Linked DNA regions of Mus musculus: regions 1 and 3 are each linked to region 2. Evidence: chromatin contacts called from public Hi-C and HiChIP or PLAC-seq data. All regions are on one chromosome and are shown on one strand. The core of a region is the stretch at or near the end of the contact, and the rest is flanking DNA. Distances in the headings are between cores, read along the strand shown.

Region 1 (2,706 bases), core at 34-2,533, 150 kb before region 2:
GAAATTATATTCAGAGAAAGTCATCAGAAGTCATCTATGGGCCGGGCGGTGGTGACACCTTTAATCCCAGCACTTGGAAGGCAGAGGCAGTCGGATTTCTGAGTTCGAGGCCAGTCTGGTCTACAAAGTGAGTTCCAGGACAGCCAGGGCTATACAGAAAAACCCTGTCTCAAAAACAAAAAAAAAAAAAACAAAAAAACAAACAAACAAACAAAAAAGTCATCTATGGTCAGGAGAGGGGAGGAAAAGACGAGGGTTACAATGGAGACTGGGGTTGGGACCCATGCCTAATGGTGATGAACAGAACTGGCCAGTCAAATCCGTAAGCCACTCAACTTGTTTTGAAGGAAACCCCACACTCAAACAACAGCGTTTACAGCCATGGATTTTGTAATGATCTGCAGGTCAAAGGGCTTTGGCCTGGGGAATTCAGGAAGCGAGATGGGAGAAGCGCCACTGCTCCTATCACAATTTGGAATGCTTTCTTTAGCCAATGTTTTCAGTCCGCAAAAAATATATCGCAACAGCTTCTACTTCTGACTTCTGTAAGTCAGAGCTATAAGTCTATATTTGGCAAGAATAGTTAGCAACGATAAGTATATTAACCATCAACTGCCTGGAAGGGAAGGCAGGAGCTGCCTCTGCAGCCACATGCCAAAGTCAAATCACCCGCAATGGCTGAGCTCTGCAAGGTCAAACTGAAACCAGGCATGGTCTCCATTCCCACGAAGAGATAGGAGAAAGGGTCTGGAAACCTCTGGAGGTGGTTGTTGTAGTGCCAGGATATAGTAACGGGTCAAAAGCTGAGGTGTCCCCATCTGGTAGACCACATTATGGTCCAACCAATACAGCCTGCTGGTCTGGAGTGGGATCATAGATTATAAACATAAGCTCAAGGTTACTGGAGAACCATCCCAGTAACCATCCCTGCAGCCCAGGAGGGAAGAACAGAAACCTGACCCTGTTTGCACTCCACCTCTGGCACCGTCGGACTTCCTAGGCACATTCCCTGAAGGCCATATCCAACATGGTACAGCGGGGGGAAGACCTCCTGAGGGCAGGGAATCACAGAGTAGCTCTTCTTTCCACACTAAAGGGACTCGGCTTCTTGCTTATGACATTTATTGCCAACCTCTTGGATGCAAGCTCATTGGTTAATTCTTTCATTCTTCCCTCCTGACCCCACCCCTCGAGCACTCCTTAAGCTCAACAAAGCCCTACTACAACACAAAGCAGACAGAGGTGAGTCACAGCAAGAACAGTCCGTTGGTAAGGTGTGAGACATCAATGATCTATTCCAAGGCTCTCTGTGTTTAACCACTCTTTCAAGTCATTCCCTCAGTGTGATACTGTGATACTAAGCAACGCACACCCAGATGACCCTGGCAATCTCCAAAGAGATAAGAGTGACTGTTTGTATGCCAACAAGGTGAGTGGCAGTCTGGGAGCCCTTAACACCTTCCAGATGGAAGTGATACCAGAAAGTAGAAAGCAGGGTTAGAGGCTAGGGAATTTCGGCTCTAGCCCTCAATCTTGATCTAGAGAAGATGAAAGTGAATTGCTCACCTATGGCCAAAAATGTCATCAATCATTCAGACTTAATGAAAACACCATAGAAACTCAAAAGAACAAGGTTTGGTGAGTTTCCAGATGGCTGGGCCATGTGGAAGTGACTGGAGGGATAGCATGCCTACATATGACACAAGACCTGCACATCGTCTTACATGGCTCTGCTGTCTGCCTGTTCATGTGCACGCTTTATAATATCCTTTATATTAAGCAAATTCACTAAATGTTTCTCCAATTTCTGTGAGCTGTCATGGCAAATTAATCAAATCTAGAGAATGAGTTCTAGAACTTTTATTGCCAGCTAGTTGGTCAGAAGTGCAGTGACACCCTGGGACTTGCAACCAGTACCAGGAGTTGGGAGTTCTGCTGCATTTGAGCCTTTGGCCTGGGAGAATCTTACATGATTTCCAAGTGAAATGTTAGGACATGCTGCTGCTGTCAGCTGAGGAACTATTCAAGGAGTAGAAGAAACCTCCACAGGATTATTCTATATGGGGAGGGTGCAGGAATCTGTTTCCGTTCCCATTACAAAGTAATTGAGGCGGGATACAAAGACAGATTTGTTTACTTCCTAGTTTCAGAGACTAAAGCTCTTACAGTATGGTGCTAACTTTGGTGAAGGTCACCTTGGCTGTGTCACATCATGACAGGTGGCATCACAGCTGGGATGGGAAATAGGGGGGACAGAAAACCAGGGTAACAGCTGGGCTGGACTACCCACTTCTTTTCTCATCATTTTTTTTTTAAATAACAACTCTGCTGTCAGGTTTCCACAAAACCAGTCTCATGCTCTACCAGGGACAGTGACAAGTTGACCTCCTATGAGGTATCAAACTTTGCAGTATCACCATGTCGGGAAAACATCGTTTCCAAAACATAGACACTTGAGGGCCACATTCCATCCTATCCTAACCATTGCAGAGCAGACAGCACGCAGGGCTCAGTGACTGTGGTCTCCCAGAAGGGCTCTTCCTGATATTATGAGTATTCTCTCAGCTAACTCCTTGACCACATATCAGAACATCTGCCACTATCCGAAATCATCAATGTCATCCTTAGTTTTTTATTATTGCTAAAAAATGGAGTCCAGAGGATGTGGAAAAAGAGGAACACTCCTCCATTGTTGGTGGGATTGCA
Region 2 (2,700 bases), core at 7-2,506:
AGAGGCAGGCAGATTTCTGAGTTCGAGGCCAGCCTGGTCTACAGAGTGAGTTCCAGGACAGCCAGGGATATACAGAGAAACCATGTCCCCCCAAAAAACAAAACAAAAAAGGAAACAAGGAAAGGGACTTTCCTTATTTTTGACTTTACAAAGTCAAAGCCATGTTTACCAAAACACATCCTAATGTATCGTCCCTCTAACACCCAGGGCTTCCTGCTTCCCACTCCCCAACCTCTGAGCCAGGACAGTCTTGGCCTTTACAGGTAACACTAGAGATGAGAATGACCTTATGATGGAAATGGCAACCTCTAGGCTGCTACCTGACAGAACACTGGGACAAGTGATCTCCTATGACCTCCTACTGATGCCTGTCTCTTAGCATAAAAATTCTGGTTCTAACCTGATCCCTTAACCATACAAAGGCTATGGGAAATAATGGTGTGAAGGAGGACACACACAGAGAGAGGAGTACACACAGACTATTCCATGTGGTGGCTAATGAAAGAAAACATGCCTGACTTTCCTCTTAGCACCTCCGTTACTCCTCATGCTCAAGCCTCTATTAAAATAATGTCAATAAAATTTCTAACTTGGGAAAGGGAGAAAGAATGGAGAGGTGGAGAAAGGAGAAAAGAAGAAGGAAAAGCACGTGAGCATATAGAAGATTCGGAAACGTGAGCGAGAGTTTCATGACATGGAAGATCGAGTTGATAGAACAGTCTGAAGACCAGAGCAAATAACCAAATGTCACTATCACTAATACAAGAGATGGAAATAAAGTTCCCTCGGAGTGAGCCTGCTTACAGCACGGGGGCTGCATCTCCTATACAGAGCATTCAGAATCCAGTACCTGGGACCAACATGGAGGGAGAGTTCTGGTCACGTGATGCAGAGACTTTTCATCAATCTAAGCCTGTTATTTCCCCACTCTGCTCTGGGTAGGAACGCTGCTGGCACTTCTACGTCAGCCACAGCTGTGTTAAGGAGGTCAAGGAAATGTGGGGAAAAGGGCAATTGTCTAGGGAGAGGAGTAGAAATTCCCAGGCAGCATTTTTTCTTTCCCCTAAATTTCTCTGGGAACTGTCTTACTGTGTCACCGTCAGTTTCTACTGGGTCATAAGCAACTCTTCTGCAAGCTGCTGGATCTATAAGATCCCCCAAGGCAGAACCCTAACCCCCTCTGGGGTGTGAGAGTTCACTGAACAGCCTCGTTCATGGCCATGAGCTTGGCACAGCCACAAGCCAGCGCCATTCCAGTACCATGTGATATCAGCAGGGTTACTCACTTGGTTGCCCTCCAGCAGGGCAGCTGGGGACACCTCCCTAGAGTGACTACAACATTCATCACTGAGATGACTCAGCCCAAGCTTCCCTCTGCCTGAAAAGGGAATCTGGGGCTGAGCGTGGGGTGAGAGGTGTCCACACTAGACCCATCTCTGTGCCCCTCACTTGCGAAGCACATAGCATAAGACTCAGGTCAGTGTATCAGAAGCAGAGAATGTACCATGAGTTTAGTCCAGAGGTATGTGTGGCAGGTAAGGCTGTGCTTACAGAAGTTCAAGGACGGCTACTCAGCTGCCTAAGGACAATAGCATCTCAGATGTCCACCCATTCCATCTCACTGATTCCAGTGTTCTGTCTTTGCTAGGCGAGGGCTTGTCCATTCTGGATCCCTGATATGTTACTGGGTAAGGCTCTTCCCCCTCACTGCTTGTCTCAAAGAAGTAATTCAACTAAGGTGGAAATTTGTTTGGCTAAGTAAATTAATGCCTACACTACAAACAGGTTGGGATGTGCTGTCCTGAAAAGTGGGGCAGTAGAGTTGGGGAAATGCTTTAACACAGTCTTTGGATAGGTGCTGTCTGGTTTCTTGCCCAAGAGTGAGTCCATTCTCTTTGCACAGTTTAATGTGCACAATCTCTAAGGCTACATGTGCTGCTCATTCATATTTCTGTCAATTGTAAGTGACAGTCCCATTTCTCTAATAGAATCATATGCTTCCTTCAAAAGCACCTGCTTCTACCGACAGCTGGAGCACCACGGCATCCCACACTGCACTAACCACATGGCAGGTGCTTGCTCAATACTTACTGCATGGTGGCCTCCGATCTTCAGTTCCCAAGGGAGAGAGATTTTCCACACTTTACTCTAACCGAGCTTTGAATCTCTTTAGAAAGAGCTTTGAACGAAAGCCTTGGTTTTATTCAACACCTCGTGTGTTCTGGGCTCTCCACGCTCCTGTGCAGATCTTCTCTCAAAGGTCTTCCCACAACATGTCCTTGAACTCACTATTCTGCCAATGTTCCTCCGATAACCCAGGTTCCAGCATGACCTTCTTTGGCTTTCCAGAGTTTCTGTATCATTCTCGGTGTTAGTTATGTTTCTGTTACTGCACTGAAATACCAGGGACACAGTGACCTAAGGAAGGGTTTCTTGCCAGGCAGTGGTGGCGCACACCTTGAATCCCAGCACCCGGGAGGCAGAGGCAGGCAGATTTCTGAGTTCAAGGCCAGCCTGGTCTGCAGAGTGAGTTACAGGACAGCCAGGGCTACACAGAGAAAACATGTCTCTAAAAACAAAACAAAGCAAAACAAAACAAAAAAAAAAGGAAGGGTTTCTTTTGGCTTAGGGTTTAAGAAAGCTAGATGTTCATAATGGTGGGAAAAGCAGGGTAGGAAGAAGCTGGCTGATCACACTTCA
Region 3 (2,700 bases), core at 29-2,528, 230 kb after region 2:
ACCTTCGCCTGGGAGTCCAAAATGGAGTCCCTATTACTCTGTGATGAGCCTTGATTTTCATTTTATCTTTCTATTATACATCTATCCTCTTTCACTTAGAACAAAGAGATCTTCCACCTTCCATTTGCCTCACTAGCACCTAGGCCTGGCTTTGCATGTGTCTACTACAGCTGGGAGAAAGTGGTTTTCAAACCAGGACCGATGGCATTGTGTCCGGAGTCCACGGGAAACCCAGACAAGTCCAAGAATTGCAAAGTCCACTGCAACTCCCAAAAGAGTCTTTTATTGTTCCACATTGGAACTCGGATTGCCTGCCTCGAACTCACTGAGTGAATGCTGGCAAGCAACCCTGAGTTCAGAAAACACTGGGTTTATATACGGTATAGTTATGAATGTTCACAGAAAAGGGGAGTAAAGGGCTGTAATCATTTGGTGGAAAGGTACAGAAGTGGGAGGGGGTTAATGGGTGTCTGTTCAGGGACTAACTTCATAGCCAGTCATAACTGTCTCTGACCTGACCTCTGATTTCCCTTGAGCTTGTGATTTTTCTAAGGTCTCAAGGACAAGCACCCTGAAGAGTTCGGCTGTTTATCAAGAGTGTTGGAGACAAAAAGGCGGGGAGGATGTCTCAAGCTGTCCCCTCAAAATGTCTTCATTTAGGGGGAGTTTGATGGGTAGTGCCATTCTAACAATAGGGGAGGGGCCAAGGAGGAGTAGGCTTGCTGCAGGGGTGGGATGGTGGTGGTGGTGGCAGGGAACACAGAGGCAAACTGTACACACACTCAAGTCTCTCTAGTATCATTAATTTGGGGGTTACAACAATGGCAAGTTGGTGGCATGAAGGGAATCTGCACTTTGGGATGGGACCACTTTTTGTGCAGATGTTTCTATAACCCCAGACTCTCTACAGGACACTGCATGAGGGTAAGGTGGGAAAGCAGATCTCTTCTAAAGGAAACAGTTTTGTCTGTCAATCCCAGTTAAGATCGTTTCTGAGGCCTGCACTGCAGTTCTGTTTACTCTTCCCATGTATAAAATAGCTTTAATTTGAAATTACAAGTAAGAACACAAACCACAGGAATGTAGCACAGGCATTGTCACGCTTAGGAGGTAAGTAGAAAGACAGCCAGGAAGAATCCCGAGTCACCAAGCTCCAGTGAAATCAAAACGAAGTTGGGTGCGAGAGAGCGCTAGAAAAAACGTTAAGATTTCCTGCAAGTGGCTCCTCCTCACACCACACCACCAAATACTTAAGCTGTGATGCAAGCTGATAACATTTGGCACTCGCAGGGGTTTCTCAGTTTTGCAGTTTCCATGCAAACTCTGATTAATCCTGACAGTGCTCCTCAGAGAGCTGCTGGCCTGGAGCCAGACGAAGTGTGCGCGCCCTCACGTTGATTGCATAAGTTCACACAACAACCAATCCTTCTCTCCACAATTTCCCATCATCCATGGCTTAAATTCTCATGACAGATTTTAGGCAAACTCGCCTCTTCAAACTGTCCCTCTGTTCAAACTGTCTCCAGCCCCAACCCCAGGATCATGTCTCCCCTCGGAGTTCACTGGCTTCGGTTTTATATTCAAACATATTCCAGGATTCCCATCTGAGCCCGAAGAAAGTTTAATGGTCCCTGACTCCAACATTCTCCTGTGTGGGCATAAACCTCCATTTGTGTTCATAGAGTGATAGTACAACTACCCATCCTTCATCGCCTTTCCCTCCCTCAAAATAAGAAAATTGAGGCAAAACCAAACACTCAAAAAAAAAAAAAAAAAAAACTATTTGTTCACTAAAAGAAAAAATAGGAAACTCAGGAGACCTAAAACACAGCTCTGTCTCACTGTCACTGTGACTGGGATGAAGCACCCTGACAAATAGGGAAGATTTGTGTCTTACAACTTCAGGTTACTGTTTATCATTGAAGTTAGGGAGGCAGGAGCTTGAGATAGCCAGTCATGTCATATATACGGCAAAGACCAGGGAAAACTAGACACAGTCACACTGCCAGCTTGCTCTATTCAGCTAGCTTTCTTTACTTGTACAGTCCAGCCTATAAATGATGCCACCTCCACTTAGGGTGTTCCTTCCCAAACTTTGCTAACCAAAGCAATCAAGATAACCCCCCAGAGACATGCCCACGGGCCAATCTGATCAAGGCAATTTCTCCTTCAGGCTCCCTTCCCACGTGCTTCTAGGTTGTGACATGTTGATGTTTTTTTTGGTTTTTTTTTTTTTTTTTGGTTTTTTTTTTTATTACGTATTTTCCTCAATTACATTTCCAATGCTATCCCAAAAGTCCCCCATACCCTCCCCCCCCCCCACTTCCCTACCCACTCATTCCCATATTTTGGCCCTGGCATTCCCCTGTACTGGGGCATATAAAGTTTGTGTGTCCAATGGGCCTCTCTTTCCAGTGATGGCCGACTAGGCCATCTTTTGATACATATGCAGCTAGAGTCAAGAGCTCTGGGGTACTGGTTAGTTCATAATGTTGTTGCACCTACAGGGTTGCAGATCTCTTTAGCTCCTTAGATACTTTCTCTAGCTCCTCCATTGGGGGCCCTGTGATCCATCCAATAGCTGACTGTGAGCATCCACTTGTCCCACCATTCCTCAAGGAAAGTTTAAAACTCAAGTGAGGTGTCCTTATTTGTAAAACACTAGACCATCTATGTTTAAATATATAAGTCAGATCTTCT

The links. Hi-C and Micro-C count contacts between places; a contact is called where the count stands out from the background. HiChIP or PLAC-seq counts read pairs in DNA pulled down with a chosen protein or histone mark.
Region 1: a contact with region 2 is called in a FOXA1 HiChIP or PLAC-seq map of pancreatic cancer cells. The contact joins two enhancer-like sites. A contact is called at or near these places in 6 of 484 Hi-C or Micro-C datasets (the C2C12 cell line, the MNK3 cell line, brown adipocytes and 2 more), 3 of 115 datasets of contacts at active chromatin or transcription factors (embryonic fibroblasts, embryonic stem cells and pancreatic cancer cells) and 2 of 9 other capture datasets (embryonic tail and embryonic trunk).
Region 3: a Hi-C map of the C2C12 cell line shows a contact between it and region 2, with 2.0 times the contacts expected there. The contact joins two enhancer-like sites. A contact is called at or near these places in 3 of 39 promoter capture datasets (the 3T3-L1 cell line and 3T3-L1-derived adipocytes), 6 of 484 Hi-C or Micro-C datasets (the C2C12 cell line, adipose-derived mesenchymal stem cells, brown adipocytes and 2 more) and 4 of 115 datasets of contacts at active chromatin or transcription factors (the NIH/3T3 cell line, bone marrow-derived macrophages, embryonic fibroblasts and 1 more).

What each region holds. Positions count from the first base shown.
Region 1 is chr1:184,056,143-184,058,848 of GRCm38.p6, reverse strand. All of the region lies in intron 2 of Dusp10 (dual specificity phosphatase 10), which reads right to left. Among named protein-coding and RNA genes, the nearest start is that of Dusp10, 23 kb to the right of the region's middle. Within about 2 kb of position 1,283, at least 22 of the 459 cell types and tissues checked have an H3K27ac peak or open chromatin away from gene starts, as enhancers often do. A contact at or near this core is called in pancreatic cancer cells, where this site is marked.
Region 2 is chr1:183,904,132-183,906,831 of GRCm38.p6, reverse strand. No RefSeq gene overlaps it. Among named protein-coding and RNA genes, the nearest start is that of Gm34130, 32 kb to the left of the region's middle. Within about 2 kb of position 1,256, at least 109 of the 459 cell types and tissues checked have an H3K27ac peak or open chromatin away from gene starts, as enhancers often do. A contact at or near this core is called in the C2C12 cell line, the NIH/3T3 cell line and pancreatic cancer cells, where this site is marked.
Region 3 is chr1:183,678,694-183,681,393 of GRCm38.p6, reverse strand. No RefSeq gene overlaps it. Among named protein-coding and RNA genes, the nearest start is that of Gm39724, 49 kb to the right of the region's middle. Within about 2 kb of position 1,278, at least 51 of the 459 cell types and tissues checked have an H3K27ac peak or open chromatin away from gene starts, as enhancers often do. A contact at or near this core is called in the C2C12 cell line, the NIH/3T3 cell line and pancreatic cancer cells, where this site is marked.